Regions from separate parts of the Mus musculus genome. Here regions 1 and 2 are each linked to region 3. A link is a contact called in public Hi-C data. All regions are on one chromosome and are shown on one strand. The core of a region is the stretch at or near the end of the contact, and the rest is flanking DNA. Distances in the headings are between cores, read along the strand shown.

What was found. Hi-C and Micro-C count contacts between places; a contact is called where the count stands out from the background.
Region 1: a Hi-C map of cerebellum shows a contact between it and region 3, with 3 times the contacts expected there. The contact joins the promoter of Tafa5 here to the enhancer-like site in region 3. A contact is called at or near these places in 3 of 39 promoter capture datasets (hippocampal neurons and liver), 6 of 484 Hi-C or Micro-C datasets (cerebellar granule neurons, cerebellum, cerebral cortex and 1 more) and 4 of 115 datasets of contacts at active chromatin or transcription factors (embryonic forebrain, forebrain, neural tube and 1 more).
Region 2: a Hi-C map of cerebellum shows a contact between it and region 3, with 1.6 times the contacts expected there. The contact joins two enhancer-like sites. A contact is called at or near these places in 4 of 484 Hi-C or Micro-C datasets (cerebellar granule neurons, cerebellum and embryonic stem cells).

The regions. Positions count from the first base shown.
Region 1 is chr15:87,541,876-87,546,149 of GRCm38.p6, reverse strand. It overlaps Tafa5 (TAFA chemokine like family member 5), which reads right to left and starts at 1,851. Exons shown (of 4, transcript NM_001252310.1): 1 at 1,547-1,851. The coding sequence starts at 1,658. It overlaps Gm35471 (a long non-coding RNA gene), which reads left to right and starts at 2,177. Exons shown (of 3, transcript XR_384322.2): 1 at 2,177-2,688.
Region 2 is chr15:86,762,758-86,766,952 of GRCm38.p6, reverse strand. It overlaps 4930543I03Rik (a long non-coding RNA gene), which reads right to left. Exons shown (of 5, transcript XR_875537.3): 4 at 3,005-3,252; 5 at 819-946. Among named protein-coding and RNA genes, the nearest start is that of Gm52184, 26 kb to the right of the region's middle. Within about 2 kb of position 2,757, at least 4 of the 459 cell types and tissues checked have an H3K27ac peak or open chromatin away from gene starts, as enhancers often do. A contact at or near this core is called in cerebellar granule neurons and cerebellum, where this site is marked.
Region 3 is chr15:87,197,828-87,201,920 of GRCm38.p6, reverse strand. The region is part of intron 2 of A930027H12Rik (RIKEN cDNA A930027H12 gene); the gene reads right to left. Among named protein-coding and RNA genes, the nearest start is that of A930027H12Rik, 100 kb to the right of the region's middle. Within about 2 kb of position 1,395, at least 10 of the 459 cell types and tissues checked have an H3K27ac peak or open chromatin away from gene starts, as enhancers often do. A contact at or near this core is called in cerebellar granule neurons and cerebellum, where this site is marked.

The DNA of each region.
Region 1 (4,274 bases), core at 602-3,101, 340 kb before region 3:
CCCCTCCCCCACTGCTGAATGTGCCACTCCTGGGACAACACCAGGAAGTGCATTTCATCCTGGTATCACCTGTCTATCTCTGGAGTTTACCCATCTTTAACCCGTCCTGTATCATTAAGGAATCTAGGCTCAATGGTACCTGGGAAGAAGCCCCTGAAAGAAGCCGGCAGGCTACAGAAGGCTAAGCAGTGAGTACTCTCCTGTGGCTCAGCCCACCAGCTTCCTTTCCCTATCCTAGGGCAGCCAGGTTAGAATACTGTCAGCAGCCAGTCTCTTGCTTGATGAACCTCAAGGCGCCACAGCAGCACAGGCATATGCAGACTGAGTAGTTCCTCTGGGCTCACTAGCATTTCCCTTAAGATGCCTCGACCATGTTGGGGGTTGAGCTATCCCCATTCAGAGTTGTCCCAGGACTCTGATGACATATTCGGCCTCGACTTGAGTCTCAAGACTGCTGCAATTTCATTTCAGAGCTAGGATTGGGAACTAGGAGGCCCCAGGCTCGAGCGATGGCCGGGGAAAGGAGGGAGGAGTGAGAGGAACCACTTGGTGATGGCCTTTTATTTTAAATTAGTAAAGAATCCATATTTTGTCATCACCTCCCTTGCCTGTGGCATTTTTTTCATGACAGGTGTTCACTGGCACTAGTTTTTCTTCCCGCAGAGACGGGAAGGAAGGCAGAAACTGTAACCAGGCAAGCGCCCATCTCTTATAGAGCCTATGCCCGGGACTCTAACCAGCCTCTACCCACCCCAACAGCTTCCGACAGTCAGCAGACACCAGCCAAGATGATGCCTACCCATACTACACCAGCCCCAAGACTGTACCCAGGACTCAGATTATCGGTACCCAGATAAGACCTACTGATAAGATCACCCATCGTCCGGGTCCCAGCCTAAGCCCAGCTCCAGAACCCCGTGCCAGGCTCCGACCAGCCCGCACCTCCCTCCGCAGCCCTTGCCAGACCCACTGGGTCGTCAGTTCATTCCTCCGAACCACCCTTGCAGCGGTAGCGGGCCCTCCCCTCCAGAGGCATCCGTTCCCTTACTTCTCCTTTTACAGAAAGCATCTGGCGAGCCCGCTTCCTAGCAAGGCAGAGGCTCCACCACGCGTCGGAGGAACCCAAGCCGCGGTCCTGCCCGAGGAGTCCCGCTCGGGCTCGGTTGCTGCGTCCCCATAAGTCCCCGGAGGGAGTGTCGCCGGCGGGAAGCTCCGCTCGGTCGCTAGCCTGGGCCGGAGCGGCGACCGCACGGCGGACACCGGGCACCGCCGCGCAGGGACGCGCTGTGCCTGCCTGGGCCTGATGCCGGCCCTGCTGGCTAGTCCGCGGAAGCTCGCCGGGGCTGCTGTGCCCGGCCGCGGAGTGTCTGGACCCCGGAGCCGCCTGCACCAAGCCCTCCCGGGCCAGCGGAACAGCGGCCAAGACCCGGGACCGCGCGCCACGCGCTCGCAACTCCGCACCGACGCGGGGCGCCCCGCCGGGGCTGGGGCTGGGGCCGCTTGGAGGACCCGAGGCCCTTATGGGGCCCGGGTGCACGGTACTCACTGCAGTAGGCGATGAGCAGGCTGGCCAGGATCATGAATGCCCAAAAAGTTGAGGACATGCTGGGCAGGGCGGTCGCATCTTGCCGGCTGCTGGTCCTGGGCGATGGCGCCATTGAAGCCGCGGTGCCCGCGCGGGGGGCAGCAGCGCTTCTCAGCAGCCGGCCCTGCCCGCGCCCCCGCGCCGGCCTCCACGTGCGGGCCCCGCGCGTGCCATCCTCCTCCTCGTCCTCCTCCTCCTCCTCTTCCTCGTCCTCCTCCTCCTCCTCCTTCTCCGCCGCCGCCGCCGCGCCCGGGCCCCGGCCCACTGCGCCCCGCGCCGCCCGCCCCGCGCCGCGCCCGCGCCGCCCGCGCCCGTGCTCGCCCGCCCGGGGACGCCAGCCCGCGGCTCTGGGCGTCGCTGCGCGCCCCGGCTCAGCGCGCCCCGTCACCAGTACGAGGGGCGCGCCTGGAGCGCGTGCCCGGCGTGGCGGGGCCTCGCACTGGCCCGGGACCGGCGAGGGAGGCGAGCAGAGGGGACGCCGCGCCCTAGCCGAGCCTCTGGATGGCGACAGAGACGGCCCAGCATCCTCGTAGCCTGGGCTCTGGGCGCGCAAGACCCTCAGGGCCAGCGGGAAGTTAGGTGACTTGGGACCCCCTTCCCCCCCCCCCCCCCCCACGCGAGAGTCTTCCACCAAAGGCCTGGGACGCTGGGGTCCCAGACCTTGTTTGGTATTGATCCGGAAAGTGAACCGAAAGTTTATTCAAAGCAAATAATGCTTTCAGCCTGTTTCCCATTTGTGCCCAGCACCAGGGCTCCTGAGTATGCCTTGTTGCTCTGAGCCCACCAGAGAGCATCTGAGCGCACCTGCACCCTGTCTCTAGAACTTGCCATCCTGTGGGCTCTGTGTGTCTACCCTAAGAAGACATTCCTTTGCATCTTCCTGATGCACTTCCTTGACTCCCGTGTACCACAGCCTCTGCCCCCAGGCCATGGCCTGTGGTTCCTCTCTCTCATCCATTTTCCAGAGTGTGTGCAGGATAAAGTCCCTGGTCTGGTTTTCTGAGGAGGGTAGCGAAGACTACAACTCTGATGTGCATTCCTGCCGTTGGACAACGGGTTTGCCCCTGTAAACCAGCGGAATCGGGTCACTTCCACTTTCCCTTGTAAGTTCCTTGCACTCCAGGAAGAAACTCTAAAAGCTGGTGTTTTCCCCAGGTGGCCCTGTAGGTCCATGGCCATGAAGGTCGATTCCATTCCCTTCCTGTGCACCAGTGAACATGCTAACAGCAGGCCCAGTTAGGCTTCTCATTGGTGTTTGTTCTGCATGGGAAGGGGTGGTACCCCCACACAAGATCTCATTAGAAATGGAGGCTTTTCCCCACAAGCTACTTGGTGCATACCAGCATAAGCCTTTCCCCTTGCACCCTGGTCCAGTGTGGCATTTAAACAGACCAGGACATAGAGAACGTTGCTGAGGGGCTGAAGGAGGGCAAGTACCCAGGTTGTATACATACGCAGACACATACGCACTCCACATGCGCACCATGTTCATGCACACACGCACACCACATAGCTGAACTCCATACACACTCCACTTGGATACATGCATGCCACAAGCTTGTTTCTACACAAGCTACATGTATATCATGTGGCTATAGGCACACACTCCCCTACATAGGTACATGCACAAGGCACTGACATTCACATGCATGCTACATGGTCACACATACCTCCACATACATGCACACATATACACACATGTATGCTATATAGAGCACACATGTGCATGCACACATGCAAAAATATACATGTGCATACATGTACAGCATGTGACCACACATGCATGTGCACACACATGCATAGACATACATACATGTCGCATGGCCACAGCCACATGAATGAATATGCACATGCATATTTGCCATGCACACGTGCACACATGCATAGAATGCACAAGTACTTGCTCTCAGAAGCACATATACATCCAAAACAGTGCTAGTGAAATGGAGTCAGGCTTCTCACTGCCTAGCCCCTGGTAATGGTCTCTCTGTAATATGAACATGCCTACCAAGGGGGTTTCCCACTAATTTCTGACTTCCATTTCCTGTTTAACTAAGATCCAGGTTTTCTGGGTACCATCTTCTCCAGGATAGCTTCCCCAGTCTCACTTTCCTGTAGGGAGGACAGTCTGCAGAAACCAGACATCCTGACATTGTCAGGAGGGCAGGGTGGTAGCACATTTTGTCTCGAATATTCCAGATAGACATATCTCTCTCCCCCCTAACCTAAGGAGGGGGGGTCCCTCAGCCAGGTTCTACAAAGTTGAAAATGGCTGTCTGAAACTGCTGTCATATGCCTTCTGTTGATCAAAGCCTTTTAACCTGCAAAAGGAACAAAGCTCTAAATCCATGCATACTCCACTTCATCCTGTCTTCCCTGAAATTCTTCTCAGAGACAGACATCCTTCACACAACATGCTTTTATTGGGTATCTACTCGATGTCAGGCATGTGGGACCAGAAAAACAATTATACTTAGATTTCTCTCTCCCTGAGAAGTTCAGGTTTGAAGAATAGCAAGGAAAATGCAATCACATCCATGAGCCAGGTATTGTGGTGAGAAAGAGTCAAGGTACTGTTGGAACCTTTGAGGGCTTTCTAAAACAGACTTACTTATTTTTTATTTATGAGTGTGTATGGGGGGAGGGGGTGGCACTTGCATGTGTGCAGTTTTGTGCACTGTTTTCATGC
Region 2 (4,195 bases), core at 1,508-4,007, 440 kb after region 3:
GAAAGAAGAGTAACAGAACATTTACAAAAGCCCACTTTCTCTCTCCATGAGATCCCACTCCTACCAAGCCGTCGGCTTTAGTTCACAGTGTGCCACATCGATACCATATGACCCTGAGGCACCTTCCCAAGAGGAATTCAGCCTCAGTGTTCTGCAGGAATTGCTTAACCTGAGTTCAATGCTGAGGAAACACCAGATAAATGGAAATGGAGGAGCATTCTCTAAGATTACCACCCCAAACCATAGTGTTTTGAAGGCAGAAGTAGGCTTAGCATCCGTGTCAGATCAGAAGACAGGTACATACTTTCAAGGAGGTTTCTTCTTGATGAGACACTGTAGTAGATTCTGAATAATGTCTCCATGAGGGTGACACTATCACTCTGATCATAACTTGCCAAATTAAACAGGTGCTTGTGGTTTTGAGAAAATACACACAAAAGTAGTTGAAGGCTGAGGGGCAGCCACATGCAACATACTCTCAATTACTTCTGAGGTGGTTTGAGGAAGAATGGTCCCCAGAGGCTCATGGATTTCAATGTTTGGTTCCCAGGTGGTGGAACTGTTTAGAAAGGATTGGGAGGTGTGGCCTTGTTGGAAGAGGTATGTTACTAGGCCTGGGACTGACTCTCTCTCTCTCTCTCTCTCTCTCTCTCTGTCTCTCTCTCTCTCTCCTAATTCTATAAGCAAGGCCCCAATTAACCCAATTAACTAAGACAATCTCAGAAAAGCATACAAAGTCCAAAGAATGGTGTACGTTCACTTCAGGAAAGAATTCACCCAAATAAAAATAAACATTGAACAATTCATGTTGTAAATTGTTTTTGTTTTTTAATTAAGAGATGTCCTAGCAACGTAAGGGAGAAACCTGGCTGCTCATGACTCGACAAAGCAATAGAATTTCCTTTCAGGACAGATGCTGACGTGCTGAGGGGGAGATGCCACCAGCCTGTATTGGGGAGCAAGGGTTAAATTAGTTATTTGAGAATTCTGTACAGTGTGTTTTGATCATATCCATCCCTACCTTCAAGTCCTCCAGATCTAGGTTCTCTTACATACCCACTCAATTCTGTGTCCTTTTTAAAAAAAAACCTAATCAAGTGCAGTTCATGCTGCTAAAATACTCCAGGGTATGTGGCTATCCACTGATGTTCAGCTAAATGGGATCTCTATATCACACAAGTCTATATTTGGTCTCCAGGATTCTCTCTGAAAAGGCCAGTTATGGAAACTGTGGGCAGAGCAGGACAAGAGGCTCTAAACCACCTCCTACCTGCCCACATGCTTGGAGTGTTCTAGAACACGAAGCTTACAAAAGTGAGGGAAAATGATATGAGCTAATATGAAGTGATGTGTGATGTATGTGCAGTGGAAAGGAGAACATGTGCTAAGTGATCCTTTCCTGTGACAGATAAAAGATGAATAGAGGATGAATGGATAGATGATAGATAGATAGATAGATAGATAGATAGATAGATAGATAGATAGATAGATAGATGATAGATAAATATACTTGTGCATATCTGTATAGACTGATAGATGATATAGATAGCTAATAGATACGTATTCATGTGCATACACACACAGTAGACGATTACAGTGGTTTGAATGAGACAGGTCCTCCATTAGCTCAAGCATTTAACACCTGGTTCTCAGTTGGTGCTACTGTTGGATAGGTTGCTGCAGGATGCATGTCATGTGAGGTGGGATTTGAAAGCTCATAGCTTTGCCCCACTTGCAGTTTGCTGTTTTCCATGCTTGTGCCTGAGGATATGGTATCACAGCTTTCTGTTCCTGTTGCCATGCCTTCCTGCCATGGTGGACTTTAATCTGAAACCGTGAGCCAAAATAAACCCTCTCTTCTTTAAATTGCCTTTGCTCGTGGTATTTCAACACAGCAACAGAAAAGGGACTAATATAATAATAGATAGAAGATAGATGATGACAATGACAATGACGATGATGATGGCGATGGATAGATGACAGATAGATAGACAGATCGTTAATTGATAGATTGATAGACAGACAGATGATAGATTATAGATAGATAATAGATGATAGATTTAGAAATATAATGATAGATTAGATAGTTGAATGGATAGATAGATCATAGATAGAAAGATAGATAGATAGACAGATAGATAGACAGATAGATAGACAGATAGATAACACAGATATACATATATGCACATATATAGACAGATGATAGGTTGATAGATGGCAGGTGATTGGTAGCTGACTGGTCAATAGATAGATGAAAGACGATAGATTGATAGATAGTAGAGAGGCAGATAAGAAAGGAGGGAAGAGGGGGAGGATGATGATTACTGAATGTTAGACAGCAGACATGGTGTACTGTGACCTGTATGCTTGCATTCCAAAGTAGATAATAGAGGAGACATGTATTATACCCAGCATGCCTTGGATTCCACAGGAGAAGCCACACAGGTGAAGGGTGGGTGCTGTGGGTGCATAAAACGTCTAGAAAGGAGCCATCTTGCCACTCTTCTGGGGTCTGGAGGTGGGGCAGGTGGCTTCTCTTAGAATTTTTGGCACTGTTGTAATTTTTCCATGGCAGGCAGTAATTTTACAATATAAGACTAATATGCTTTTCAAAATAATGATGAGACTTTAAAACCTGGAAGAACATAAATTCTCCACAACAGGAGACTGATCCAATCAATTGAGGTACGAGAAAGCAGCTGAGCCAACTCGGACTCAGCTGTGGAGACTGACACAGGTGACCGGAGCCAAGTGGCAGAAGGAAGTCAGGGTGAGGAGTCAGCTGCCAGGTTACTGTGTCACAGGCCCCAAGTCTTACATAGCCAGGGCCTGCACCTGCAATCTGACTGTTTCCAGGTGAGGCACTTATAAATGACACCTATGTTTTTAAGGTTTGTTTTACCTTTAGTTTCCAAATTGTGCTCAGCGAATACAATCAAATTCTAATTTTTTTTAAAGGCTCAACATAATCTGGTACCATGTCTTTTCCTCAAACAGGAATTACCTTCAAATCTCCAGCCCCTAGCACCATGGCTCGGTGAACACTCGCCAATCTGAATGAGCTGGTTTGTCCAAATTAGTGAGTTTTGGACATGCCCATCTGATGGACATATGGCCTGCTCCTAATGAACCAAGCCATCTGCCTCTTCAGCACCAGCCACGCCATCCATCCAGCCCTCCAGGGCCAACTGTTTGCAGGAGAGCTGCTTGCTGCCTCAGAGACAAATACTGCAGAGACAAAGGGCCCGGGAGCTGGCATAAAGCAAGAAGGAGACACAGGCAGAGTGAGTAGGAGGAAAGTATCACATCAGGGACCCAACAAGCAGGCTCCACCTGGGGAGTGGGGAGCACAGCTGCGTGGATGTGCGCTGTTGCTCTACCAACCACAGTTCACCTGCGATGGAGCAGGAACATGACAAGCAGCTTGCAGAATCGATGTTAATGAGACATGTAAGCAGTATTTCGAGTGTATTAGCTTCCTAGGGCTACCCCACAAATCACCACATGCTCAGCGACTGAAAACAACAGAAAGCTGTTTTCTCTTCATACTACAAGCCAGACGTCTGAAAACCAGACGTCCCTGGGTTTAACCTCTCGGACAGCCCCAGGAGAGGCTCCTGCCCACCTCTTACAGCTCCTGAAGGCTCCAGACACTGTAGGGCTCCAGCTAGGTGATGGTTAATAGTGACAGTATCTGCAATCCCTGAAGACAAACCTCTGAGTATGACTGTGAGAAAATTTCTTGATTCAGTAAAGAGAGGGTGGAAGACTCGCCCTCAATCTGGGCGGCACCATCCCCTAGGCTGCAGTTTAGACTGAAGAGAAGAAAGACAGCTGACCACCGACGCTCATCATTGCCTCCTGACTATGGGTACAATGTGACCAGCTGCCACACACTCTTGCCACCATAACGTCCCAACCATGGTGGACTGCACCATCAAACTATGAGCCAGGACTAATCCTTCCTCCCTTAACTTGCTTTTGTCAGGTATTTGCTGCAACCGCAAGTAAAGGAACTAACACATCTTCATGTGGTTTCTGTCATCTATAAGGACTCTCTTTTGGGACTTTCTGACCCAGAGCAACATTGTCCAAGTCTTTCTTTGTCTTCATTGAATTCACAATACCATGTCTATGGCATTGTGGTTGTGCTTTCTGGAGAACAATCATTATGGAGGAAGACATGGCACCAAGT
Region 3 (4,093 bases), core at 146-2,645:
GCCCCCCACCAAGGGACAAAGACAGGGATCATCTAATACAGACCCTGCAAGATCCACTGAAGAATGGAAAGATATGAACGTTTGTACGCTCCGACTGGCTAAGTAGCTATTGGAGCTCTTCCTTGAACTGGGAGAGAGGGGATCAGAAAAATGAAGATGTATAGCCTCCACCCAGATGCCCTGCACATCTGTATTACCGTGTGCAGGCTTCAGGACAGGGCATTTGGTTAACCCTATGGCCCTGCTCTGCCAAGGGGAAGGACCCTTGGGAATGTCCCAGCACAGACACTGATGAAGAGTGCCCCATGGGGGAAGGGGGCAGGACAAGCACAGAGCAAGTCAGCGTGGCTGGCCCAGGGCTGCAGGGAGGGCACATCTTCAGCAGACAAATTCACGGGGGCGTGGAGTCTTCCCATGCAAGCTTCAGAGGAAGCCTTGTGAAGTGCCCTCTCTGTCACCACAGGCAGATGGGTGGAAGCTTCTGCTGGCAGATAGAACAGAACAGCCTAAATGACAGCGAGGGGCTCATTGACTCATGGATCTATATCAAGGTGGAGGGAGGTCTTGTGTGGAGTGCACCTGTCCTCGCCCTGTCCCTGTCCAGTGATTCTATCAATGGCTTGGATAAAGACCTAACAGGGCCGCTTGTCAAATTTGCAGATCAAAGCTCAGGGGGTGGCTAATGTGGTGGAAGAAATACTCTGGGTAAGGCAAGCCTCCTGACAAGCCAGAACAATGAGCTGCCCGAGCCTAGACAGGATTCAGCTGGGTTGAAAGCAAGGGCCTCCTCCATCACTCGCTGCCTATAGAAACCAGCATATCTCAAAAAATACCAGTCACCCGGTCTCTAAGAGCTCTGCCGCCTCTTGTTCCAGCCTGGGGACATTTTACAGGGTGACCCCATCATCCCTAGGAGGCTAGTCTGATAACAGGGACTGGCCTTGGAAAGGGGACTGGGCTTCCAACGTCTGAAGGATCACAGCCCCAGCCAACATCACGCATCTTTCCGTGGATGCTGATTGTGGAGGAATCAGACGGCAGAACAAGCGAGCATGTGTGCATGCTGATGCTGGGGAGGGGAAGCCAAGGGAGGAGGAGGCAGGCTGCTGGCCAGTTGAGAGTTGTTCTCCCATTGGACAGCTGTCCCGAGAAGAGTTTCTTCCTTCGCTTGGTCAGTCAGCTTGAGCGTTCCAGGTGAATGTGACAGGAAACTAGCTTTTGGCTAAATTTAAGCACCGTTTTTTGTTTGTTTTTTTGTTTTTGTTTTTTGTTTGTCTTTTCATTTTTCTTTTTTTCAGACAAGAGCCGCTGAATGAGACCCGCACTGTCTCCTGGGCCGTACATTCTGATGCTGGCAGAAGTGGGCATGGCCCGAGAGCCATCTGTCCAGGACCCCAAGGGATTCCTTAGTGGCAGATGGAGCCACAGCAAGCTGCTATCTAAGTCGAAGCTCTACAGATGGGAAGGCTGAGGCCTGAGGGGACAGGAAGTGCCTGAGAATAGCTAACGGAGCAGCCAAACCTGGCGGGATCCCAGGGTCTGACTCTTTGAGATTAACGGTTTTTTTGGTCCACTCTCCTAGAGGCACCGATGAGGCATGCACAAGAGACACAAAAAGACGAGTGTGCATATGCTGAGCCTGGGAAAGAGAATGGGTGAGACACAGCTACTCCCTGTGAACTGGGATTCAAGCAAGCACAGTAAGATCAACTGGTGTTGAGGGATCCCGTTCTCTGCAGAGATATAAACGAATCAATGCCCCTCTCCCGGGGCATCAACGGTAAATGAAGTACAGTTCTACCAAAGTCCAGCTTTAGGGGGTGACTTTATGGGGCTTATTTACAGAGCCTGCGTGGGCAGTTATTTAGAGTGACTCAGGACTCCACAGCAACCCCACCACTATCGCGTAGGTGAGGATTTTTCTCACAGCTGCATGGGGTGGGGTTCACCTTCAGTTAATCCTCCACACTCCATATAAGTACTCCTGAGCTCACACCAGGCCCTGTGCAATTAGGTCAAAACCAAATACAGCTAGCTGGGAGGTTCAGGAGAAAGCAGCTGGAATCTGAGATCGGGTCAGATGGCCCTGTTCACCGCCTCCTTCTGTGAGGGGACGCCAGCAGGCAACAGAGCAGATCTTGAGGTTCTCTTACAAGTGGTCACAGCTGCTCTGATGAGGGTGAAGGCTGTCTCCCTGGGTCCGGAGTATCCCTTGGGATGAACAAAGCTCGGGTACCTGGCTACCATGTCATTCGGAAGTGCAAGGTACATGGGAAATAGGTCAGTGCCTTTCTCGTGGGAATGTCTTCCATAAGACTGCACAGAGAGCAGAACTGGGTTCATGACAACCCAGCCTGAGATTGTCAGAAGCTCAGAACACCCAGAGTTCTTTTGCTAAACTCCACACTTTGATGTGTGATTCCTTCAGTTTATAAAACCGAGGGCAGGATGGCCGTTCCTCGGGAATCAACCTGTGACGACGTTCACATGTGGCATGCCACACGAGCAGTGACAGATTGCTGTGTCTGAAATCCTTCACATCCAAAACAAATCAAGTGGAGACTAAATACTTCTGAACTGAATTTTCAAGGAAAATAAACAGCCAGGGCCATGCTGAAGAGCCTTCAAGGTCAGATTGGCTGATTAGGTCCTGGTGTTTCTGAAGGGTTGGAATGGTGCAAATCCAGAGACAAATCACCGTGGATCTCAGCCCCCTTGACAGTCAGCTGTTGACCGCCTCAGGGTCTGACCTAACAACCTTGTAGCTTTCACTTGAAACCTGTGGGGCACATCAATAGCTTTCACCAACTTGTGAGCTATAGGTGCTCTGGGGCAGCATCATATAGGTGTGTTCAACCTCCCACAACAAAAGCTCCTCCTTGAAAAAGTGCATAATTTAGTTTTGAAAGAAAAAAATTAAGATTATGTTTTGAGTACCTTTGTGATGTCATGTTGGGCTACATGTGGGCTATCTTGGGCTACGTGTGTCACTGTGGGACTGAAGTTGGACAGGCCCCACAGGAAAGATTTTCTTCTTCTCTGTCAACTCCTGCTTGGTGTTTCCACGGACATGTTTGTCAAGAGCCTTGATCTGTGGGCTGTCTTTTTTTCTTCTGTCACTTTAAAGCCTTCATGAGACAGTTTCTGCACCAGAGCTCTCCTGAACACTGCATCTGTGCTCCCAGGGCCCAGCCACTCACTCATAGATTTGGCTCAAGAACACGTTTTATCTTCTTCTCTTTGAGGCAGGAGCTGTGTGGTGCCAACATGATCCCTCAATATACTAAAGCAGCGTGCCCTGCTGGCCTAAGCATGGCTGTTCCTCAGGTCTCACACACACACACACACTGATAAAAACTAGTAACAACAGAAGTAACAAAAAAAAAAAAAAACACATGCAAAGAAATGTGGGACCTCATACCCACCCCTTTACACACTCGAGGAAGTAATTGTTGCCACCTCAGTGCGGGTCCCTCCCTCTCTTCACATATTAACACCCTTGCTTTATTTCTTAATGAGGTGGGATCCGAAGCAGGCAAGCCTGGTGTGACTGCGGGCTGACAAGGAGACACTGGGTGCTGGCTCCTATTTAGAGATGGTCCCTAAGGTCCTATCATTCCGTTTAAAAAATGGTCCCTAAGGACTTGTTCTGTTTTCTAACTCCAGATGCAGTGTGACCAGCAGCCTCAAGCTCCTTTCTGGATGTCCTGGTCATGATGGACTGTACCTCAAACTGTAAACCCAAATAAACTCTTTTTCTCTTAAAAACAAACAAACAAAAACAAGCAAACAAACAACAACAACAACAAAAACCAAGACAAAAACCAATGAGAATTTCAAACACATGAGGCTACGTGTACACAGGTGTTTCTCCAGGACACACTTGGCTCCCTTAGGAACACCTCAGAGGCTCTGTTTCCCTAAGCTTGGACACACCTGGCTTAGAACCCCGACTTCAACAGGAGCACCAGGGGTCTGCAAGACCTAGGAGATCACCACTGGCAAGGCTCAGGCAGGTGTATATGGCTAGCAGAGGAACCACCTTCACACAGTGAAGCTGACGGCAGGAAGAGGATGCCCTGAACACAGACTT